Linked DNA regions of Sus scrofa: region 1 is linked to region 2. The links are chromatin contacts, called in public HiChIP or PLAC-seq maps. All regions are on one chromosome and are shown on one strand. The core of a region is the stretch at or near the end of the contact, and the rest is flanking DNA. Distances in the headings are between cores, read along the strand shown. Region 1 overlaps AP1M1 (adaptor related protein complex 1 mu 1 subunit). Region 2 has its middle 16 kb from the start of KLF2.

Region 1 (4,599 bases), core at 1,001-3,500, 110 kb before region 2:
GACTTCCTTTTTTTTTTCCTTTCTTTTTGAGGGCCACACCCATAGCATATGGAGGTTTCCAGGCTAGGGGTCGAATCGGAGCTGTGGCCACTGGCCTTCACCAGAGCCACAGCAACACCGGATCCGAGCCGCATCTGCAACCTACACCACAGCTCGAGGCAACGCCAGATCCTTAACCCACTGAACAAGGTCAGGGATCGAACCCGCAGCCTCATGGTTCCTAGTCGGATTAGTTTCCCCTGCACCATGACAGGAACTCTGAGACTTCCTTTTTGACCCATGGATTATTTAATAAAATATGTGTTGTTTAATTTTTAAATGAAGATTTTTCTGTTATCTTGTTATTGATTTTTAGTTTAATTCTATTATGATCTGAGAATATAGTTTATATACTCTCAATTATTTAAAGTTTGTTAAGGTTTGTCTTAATGATCCAGAAGATGATCTATCTCAGTGACTGTTCCACATGCACTTGAAAAAAAATGTATATCGTGCTTTCATTGGATAGAGTGTTCTGTAAATACCAATTAAATCCATTTGGTTAATGGCATTATTCAATTCTTCTGGCAATTCTTGCTAATTTTCTGCCTGTTGGTTCTACCTATTACTGACAGAGGAGCATTAAACTCTCCAGCTGTAATTGTGAATTTAGCTGTCTTTGCTTAACATATTTTGAATTTCTGCTATTAGGCACAAGCAGTTTTAGGATTCTTCTGTTTTCTTTCTTTTTTTTTTTTTTTTGTTGTTGTTGTTGTTGTTATTGTTATTGTTGCTATTTCTTGGGCCGCTCCCTTGGCATATGGAGGTTCCCAGGCTAGGGGTTGAATCGGAGCTGTAGCCACCGGCCTACGCCAGAGCCACAGCAACGCGGGATCCAAGCCGCGTCTGCAACCTACACCACAGCTCACGGCAACGCCGGATCGTTAACCCACTGAGCAAGGGCAGGGACCGAACCCGCAACCTCATGGTTCCTAGTCGGATTCATTAACCACTGCGCCACGACAGGAACTCCCTTCTGTTTTCTTAGTTAACTGACCCGTTTTATCATTATATACTATCCCTCTTTATCCCTGATTTTTTTTTTTTTTCCGCTCTGAGGTCTGTTTTGCTGTTATCACTCCTTAATTCTTTTGATTAGTCTTTACATGCTATATGTCTTTCTATCCTTTTACTTCCTTTTTTTTAATCCTTTTACTTTTAACTTATTACCTGTGTCATATATCTTATAGAAAGCATATAATTGGGTCATTTTTAAAATCCATTCTGGCAGTCTCTGTCTTTGATATGTTTAGAGCTTTTATACTTACTATAACCATTAATTTGCTGGGATTAAAGTATACCATTTTATTATTTGTTTTCTGTTTGTTTCCCCTGGTTTTTTGTTTATTTGTTTGGGTTTCTTTTTGTTTTTTTATGGCCACACCTGCAGCATAGGGAAGTTCCCAGACCAGGGATTGAATCCAGGCGGCAGCTGGGGCCTATGCAGCAGCTGTGGCAATGCCAGATTCCTTAACCCCCTGCACCCCCTGGGGATCAAACCCACACCTCCACAGAGACCCTAGCTGCTGCAGTCAAATTCTTAACCCACTGTGCCATAGCAGGAACTCCTGTTCCCTGTTTTTCATTCCTTTTGTTTCCTTTTCTTATCTTTCTATGATCTATTTGAACATTTTTAGTGTTCCCATTTTGTTTCTTCATTCTATATTTTTTCTTCGTACAGTTTATTTAGTGGGTGCTACAAAGTATATACTTACTTTCTTATCATCTACTTAGAGTTAATATTTTACAACTTCAATTGGACTTTAGAAACTTTACTGCCCCTTTATAGAGTTGTCCTATATATTCATCTGCATACATTGAAAACCATGTCAGGCAGTGTTGAAATGTTTGCTTTCAATTGTCAAACGTACTTTAAAGAACTCAGGAAGAGAGTAAGAAGACTTTCTACCATATTTAACCAGATACTTACCATTTCTGTTTTTCTCCCCTCATTCCCAATTTTCCAGGTTTCCCTCTGGTACAATTGCACTTCTGTCTGAAAAGCTTCTTTTAGCAGTTCTTTCAGAACAGACCTACTAGCTATTTGATTTAATGACAGAAATTTTTTTGAAATTTGAATTTCCTGGAGCCTAGGATATGAGAAAATAGAGAAAAGGGGAGAAATAGGGGATTTCCATACTCCCTCTGAGCAGCAATAGTTCCCCTTCTGGCCCTGGAGCCAGAGCTAGAGGCTTCCGCAAGCTCTATCTTCACCCCAATGCTCATTTCCACTTCCAGCTTTCTGCTGCACTTTCTCAAGGGCCGGGGGTGTTGTGGACTGCTCACTCCCCCAGCTCTTCCCAGAGCTGCTGGAAGATTTTCAGTCTTCCAGTAGTTGTCCATGCATCCTGCCCAGGTTTTATAGCTGTGGCCAGTGGCAGGGAAAGAGCAATGCTAGCCAATTCCATCTGCCCTGCAGCCCACCTGACTCCACACGGGAGAGGACCTCGCCTCCCTGCCTGGGAAGACCAGGACTGACTGGGCCAGTCCCGTCCTGTGGGCCACTTAGGTATGCCCGTTTCTGACTTTTACAGCCAGTGTAGAAATGAGCGGGATTGCTCATCCTCAGGCGTGTGCTTGGGCATCTCTCATACTGGGAGGAATTTCTAGAGGGCTGAGTTCCCAGACATGCAGTTGCTAAGTGACAGCACTTTCCAAAAAGGTTCTCCTGAACGTCAGCATATTTGCCATCTTACTTTCTAAGCTGTGAGGCAAGGCAGTAGCCTCACTCACTGCGTTACCCTCCTGCCTAAGGACCTTGGTCTAAATTGTTTACTAAGCCCAGAACATGGCTCTAGGGTGTCCCAGGGCTGAGAAGTAAATCCCAGGGAGCAACTTATAAACAGCCGTGTGGGAGAGCACCAGGAGTTCAGGGGGGTCCCAGCTACAATGTGTCCTCGCATGTGGCACCGCCCAAGGATGACCCCTGTTCTTCCATACAGGAGGCAGCACAAGGCAGGTGTGGACATCCCAGGCATGTTAGAACACACCTTCCTAAGTCTTGACTGCAGAGCCAGCAGCCTCCAGAGTCAACAATGGCCTCCAGAGCCCGGAAATCTGGTTGTACTGGTATACCTAGGTAGCCGATCCCCTGGCAAACAATTCCTCCATGCCCACCCTGGGGAAGGCACTGGCTTGGGGCTGCCAGTCACACCCTAGCTAAGAAGGCCAGCCCCTTCTTAGTTGCTGCCCACAGGGCTTGGATTAGCCTTAGCCACTGCATGGCTTCTGTCTCCACTTCCTGAGCCCTCTTTCCCATCTTTCAGCTATAGAGGGCTGTGTAGTACCAATTCCCCAAGCAGAGATAGCCCCGAGAGAAGGGGATCTAAGGGCAGACAGCTGGAGTAGGGGAGCACAGAGGACCCACAGCGTAAGGACAGGTGGGAGGGTCAGTTGGTGTCAGCTCAGAGCCCAGGGGTGAGGGGCCGTGTCTGCATGGGCTCGCTGAATGCCTGCTGCCCCAGGCACTGTTCCCATGCCCAACCCAGCAGTGAGCAGCCTGACATGCCCCCTTCCCCAGAGCATGGACAGAGATGGACAGACAGGCAGACAGGGCTGGTAGGGAGGTAAAGGAGGAGGCAGCTGCTGTGCACGGTGGGGCAGACAGATTCCTGCTGAGGCGAGCACAGTGAGAGGCCACTGTGGTCAGAGTACAGTGAGCAATGGGAGATGATGGAGCCATACCCCCAGGGCCTTCTGTCTTGTTTTGTGTCTTTCTTGGGGTCGTCATCCACTTGGCACCTCAGTTCTCCATTTCCCTCAGAGGCAAAGAGCTTTCATGTGTGCATGTGGTACTTTCTACACACTTGAGTTAAAGATTGGACAGGTTTTCCTGCTTCTCTGCAGAAATTGGAAACTCAGACCCTCTGAGGAACAGCCCAGGTGGCCCCGGGCCTCTGAGTTTGTAGCCCTCTGTTTCTCTCACTGGTGTGGATGTGTTGTCATGTAGAAGAGCACATGGTGGTCAGTCCAGGCTGCAGCCCCAGCACCTCTGCCAGCCACTCTGTGCCCTCGGCACATGGTCCCCCCTCAGTGCCTCAGTGTCCTCATCTCTAAAATGGACTTGAGGAGAGGTGCTCCAGCAGCCTGCCTCCTTCAGGACAGTCTCCAAGTTTGCCCATCATCCCGCTGTGATTTTTCAGTTGCATTCTCAGATGCCTTCTGGTTTTCACATGAGTTACTCCAGTTGCCAAAGTCAAGAGCCCCACCCTGTTGAGGAGAAACTATTCAGTAGTATGAGAGCTGTAACTATATTTGCTTAAGTGTATTGGATTTTTTTGTTGTTGTTTTGTTGCTTCCATGCCAGCGGCATGGGAAAGTCCCCCAAGCCAGAGAGCTGACCTGCATCACAGCAGTAACCAGAGCCACAGCAGTGATGCCAGAGCCTTAACCTGCTGAGCCACCAGGGAACTCCAGTGTATTGTTATTTTGGATCAATGGTTATCAGACTTTGGGGCATGTCTGGGAGCAGGGCCCAGGAAGCTCCATCTTCATCAAGCCCTAGAGGGTGTGGGGCCAGTAGCCTCACCAGGCCTCACGTGGAAAAACAGAGATTTCCAG
Region 2 (4,585 bases), core at 1,270-3,769:
GGTCGAGGTGCCGCTCACACCCAGCACGCCCGCCCGCCCACCCCTCAGCTTCCAGGCTGCTCTGCATGCAGCCAGCACCCAGCCTTACTGAGCCCCAGCGGCCCAGGACAGCCTTCTCAGGAGGGACACATATCCCTTGGAAACCAGCTGGGCGACCCTCCATCGGGCCAGGGCTTGGGCTGAGCCAATGCCATCTGCCCTCACTCAGCAGAGGCCACTCAGGGGAACAGGCCAGCCAGGACTTCTGGGTCCCTTGGCCCCCCCAAGCCAGGACCTCCTCCGTTTTAACCTAGAACAATGTGAACAGAACATTCTATTGACGAGTCTTTTTATTTTTTTTTCCCCTCCCTCTCACTTTTTTTTAAAATGCAGGGTGTCTGGAAACCCACTAGACTGAACAGACACGTCTGGAACACTCCACCCCACGGCGGCAGAATACACATGAACATTCCCTAGGATGGGCCACTGACCAACCTCAAAAATGGAAGAGGCTTTGAGATAATACCAAGTATGTTCCTTGGCCACAAGGGAATGAGATGAGAAACCCTAAACAGAGGGAAATTTGCCCAACTTGGAAATACGTGGAAATTAAGTAACTAGAGTACAGAAGGCCCTGCTCCAAGATAGAACCAGCAAATCCTGGAGGCAGGAGATCCATTTGGGGACCTGAGTGCCAAGGCTGGGGGGAAGAGGCATGCAGATCTGGCTTTGCTCTGGGCCATGTAGGCACCCGGGACTCATCTGCAGATCTGGGGGGTCCATGATGTCTCTGGGTGATTCTTGTGATTCCCACGGGGTTGGGGCCTCCACAGTGGGAGCCCATCTTGATCCTGCGGGTGATCCCAGAGCCCCAAAGGGCAGCTCCTCATGGCTCCAAGGGGGTCCACTGCACAGGGATGAGTAGGGGGTCTGTTCTGAGGGCCTACCCCAGCCATCCAGATACACTCCTCCCTTGCTTATTTATTTTTCTTTTTTTCTTTTTTTTTTTTTTTGTCTTTTTAGGGCCGCACCAGTGGCATATGGGAAGTTCCCAGGCTAGAGGTCAAATCAGAGCTGTAGCCACTAGTCTACACCACAACCACAGCAATGCCAGATCTGAGCCGAGTCTGCGAACTACACCACAGGTCATGGCAACACCAGATCCTTAACCCACTGAGTGAGGCCAGGGATTGAACCCGCATCCTCATGGATGCTAGTCAGATTCGTTTCCGTTGCACCACAATGGGAACTCCTCCCTTGCTTATTTAGAACTTGCTGGAAACTCCTTCATTCCACATTCCAGTCCTTAATGGTCAGCATGCTCTCTCCTTTAGCCTCTGCTTCTCCCATGTCATGCTTCTCCCATGTCACCCCTCATCTTTCACTCTAATCTCTGAGTCCCCTCTCCCTGTCAACCCTGACTGACCCTTGCTTCTCCTCAATTCCACATTTTGGCAGAGGCTGTTCCTTATGCCAAAAAACCCCTCCCATGTGTCCATGGGAAACTCTAGTCCATCTTTCAAGGCCTTGCTCCAGCGTCACCTCTTCTGGGAAGACTGCCCTGACTCCCTTAGCAAAACCCCTGCTCCCCACCCTGCGAGCCTGACCTCACTGGGGCAGGGGCACCTGGATGGGTATCTGGCACTCTCAGCAGACAGGGCCTGAGCAGCCAGCCATGTGGGGTGCTCCAAGAGTGGGGGGGCTGGTTGAGAAGCTGTCACAACATGAGTTGGTATAGTGGCTCTGTCCCCAGGTCCTCATAATACCGCAGCGAAACCCTAAATTCAGGCCTTCCTGGGATGACAAGATTTCTGATCGACCAGGAGTCAGTGCTGATGCTCATGCAGGGTAGTGTGCAGCAGGCAGTGTAGATGGGACTTGGAACCTGGCAGCCCGGGGTCACTCCAGCTCTGGCGTTTGCCTCCCAGCTGTGGCCCCGGGCAACTGAATCTCTGGAAACAAAAGCTTCCCCCTGGGCTGGCCAGAAAAGTAAATCAGAGTCAAGTTTCCCAGCACACACACAGCATGCAATCAGCCTCTGCTGTCCCCTCCCCTCTGTCCTCCAGGGGAGGTCTCATCTTATCCGGGGGGACCTTGGGCAGGGCCCAGAAGTTGACATGTATGTAGCGCCCTGGGGACCGGCTCCACCACACATTGAGACATGAGGCTCTAAATTGTCATAGTCATTCAGGAAATCATTCTGCACCCGCCGAATGCCAGCCGCCGTTCTCGAGGCAGCCGTCCTGCCCTCTCCAGCACATCCTGACTGATCTCCACCTCCATCAGCCCTGATTTTAACCTTGACCCCGAGTTGGCCTTTGAGGGACTGTCCCAAGACTGAAAGACACACTCCTTGGCCAAACCCCCTGTCTGCGGCCTCGGGTCTCTGACATTTCCAAAGCTAGGAGGAAAACCAGGAATCCGGAGTCCAGCCAGCCCCATTCTTCATTTGGCTTTAAAATATGCCCAGAGGCACCAATCCCATCTCTCAGGAGCAAAATTCTCCACATTCCCAGTGTGTTTCCGTTGAACCCCAAACCTCAAACACATCCTGATGGCTCATTTCCTCCACGTGGCCCGGGGTGACTTAAGCCAGCTTGCTGGGGGCTCGTCAGCTCATTTTGAGTCATCCGGGGTTTTGTCGAAGGAAAGCTTTCTCATCTCAGAAGTTGGTGGCTGTTCCATCAAGCACGGCTTGTTCCCACCAGCCCTCGGCCTGCATCTGCGCAGTTCACTGCAGGAGCCCAAGGCCGGCTTTGCCCTGCCTTCAAGGATCTGGGTTTCCAGTGACTTGGAGAGGCGGCCCTGGCCACCAGGCAGGGGCTGGGGGCACTGGACAGGTCTGAGCTGAGCTCCATCAACCTGTGACTCCCGGGCCTCCATTTCCTCCACTGTCAAAAGGGGTCCTTGGTAGCTGTTTTGGTGGCTGTTCTCTGATGGGTGGGGCCTGCTCTTTGCCTGGCACACAGTAGGTGTTCAGTGAAGAAGTGGTGGCCGTTATGAAGAGGGAGACAGTGAATGCTAAAGGAGCAAGCCCACTTGTTCTGCTTCATCCTGCTGGTCCCTGAGAGGTGGGACTGAAGTTGGGGGGACTGCTACGTTTCATGACAGTTCCCGATGTCATTGGCAACTGTCCTCCCCTGAGCTGACTTTTGTCCAAGGAGACTCAAGTGCCTGATGGAAATGCATAGGCAGAGTGTCAGTGCAGGTGATTCAAACTGGGCCTTTCTCCAGCGTAAGTGCATCTCTGAGAGGGAGGGGCTTCTGCGAGGTGTTTGCCTGGAAGAAAAGTTTTGGGTGTTTCTTTTGTTTGTTTGTTTGTTTGTTTTTTGCTTTTTAGGGCCACACCTGCGGCATATGGAGTTTCCCAGGCTAGGAGTCCAATTGGACCTACAGCTGCCAGCCTATGTCACAGCCACAACAACATCAGATCCAGCCGTGTCTCGACCTACATATACCACGGCTCACGGCAACACCGGAACCTTAACCCACTGAGTGATGCCAGGGATCGAACCTGAAACCTCATGGTTCCTAGTCAGATTCATTTCCGCTGCACCACGATGGGAACTCCTCTGGTAATTTTTTTTTTAATGGAAGTACCTAAGCCAGGGATTGAATTCAAGCCCCACCTGTGACCTATGCCACAGGTGTGACAATACCAGATCCTTAACCCACTGTGCCATAGCAGGAAATCCAAAAAACAAAATGATTTTTTAAAAAAAGCAATTGGAAGAGAGACTTTGATGGAAAACTTTGCTATTTTTAATGGAATTCTTTGCGTGAATGTAAATATAAAATAGCATTCATCAAAGGATACACAGATAACAAAATATAGTATATAAATATACAATGTGCATACGATGCATATACAGACGTAGGATGAAATATTATTCAGCCTTTTTTAAGGAAGGAAATTCTGACACAGGCTCCAACATGGATGAACCTTGAGGACATTATGCTGAGTGAAATAAGCCAGTCACAAAAGGACAAATTCTGCACCATTGCACTTATATGAGGTCCCCAGAATAGTCACTACCAGAAAGCAGAAGGGTGGGTGCCAAGGACTGGGGGAAGGACAGAGTTTAGTGTTTAGTGGGGACAGAGTTTCAGTTTAGGAAGAAGAGCAGATTCTGGGGATGGATGTTGGTGGTTGCACAACCATGTGAAATGTGCTTCATGCCACTGAATTGGACACTTGAAAATGGCTAAGATGGTGAATTTTAAAGTTACGTGTAAAGTTTAAATTTTACCACAATTTAATAAGTAAATAAATAGGAAAATCAGAGTAACGAAAAAAAAACTAAACTACAGCTTCCCAAACAGTAACATTCACTCATTATGTTAACAACACAAAGGGTGAAAATTCAAACCCTCTTTTCCATTTTCACTAGGTTGATACTATATTCAGTGCCAGCAGGTTGTATAATTGGATCCATGAGTGATTTTCAAGAAAACAGTGGGTTTCTCATCTTATTGTTTTGGGGTTTTTTTGTTTTTTGTTTTTTTGCTTTTTAGGGCTGCACCTGTGGCATATGGAAGTTCCCAGGCTAGGGGTTGAATCCAAGTTACAGCTGCCAGCAACCTACACCACAGCTCACGGCAACAC

What was found. HiChIP or PLAC-seq counts read pairs in DNA pulled down with a chosen protein or histone mark.
Region 1: an H3K27ac HiChIP or PLAC-seq map of alveolar macrophages shows a contact between it and region 2. The contact joins two enhancer-like sites. A contact is called at or near these places in 6 of 47 Hi-C or Micro-C datasets (blood, fetal liver, skeletal muscle and 1 more) and 1 of 2 datasets of contacts at active chromatin or transcription factors (alveolar macrophages).

Annotation. Positions count from the first base shown.
Region 1 is chr2:61,367,487-61,372,085 of Sscrofa11.1, reverse strand. All of the region lies in intron 5 of AP1M1 (adaptor related protein complex 1 mu 1 subunit), which reads left to right. Among named protein-coding and RNA genes, the nearest start is that of AP1M1, 16 kb to the left of the region's middle. Within about 2 kb of position 2,250, at least 11 of the 83 cell types and tissues checked have an H3K27ac peak or open chromatin away from gene starts, as enhancers often do. A contact at or near this core is called in alveolar macrophages, where this site is marked.
Region 2 is chr2:61,254,410-61,258,994 of Sscrofa11.1, reverse strand. No RefSeq gene overlaps it. Among named protein-coding and RNA genes, the nearest start is that of KLF2, 16 kb to the left of the region's middle. Within about 2 kb of position 2,519, at least 13 of the 83 cell types and tissues checked have an H3K27ac peak or open chromatin away from gene starts, as enhancers often do. A contact at or near this core is called in alveolar macrophages, where this site is marked.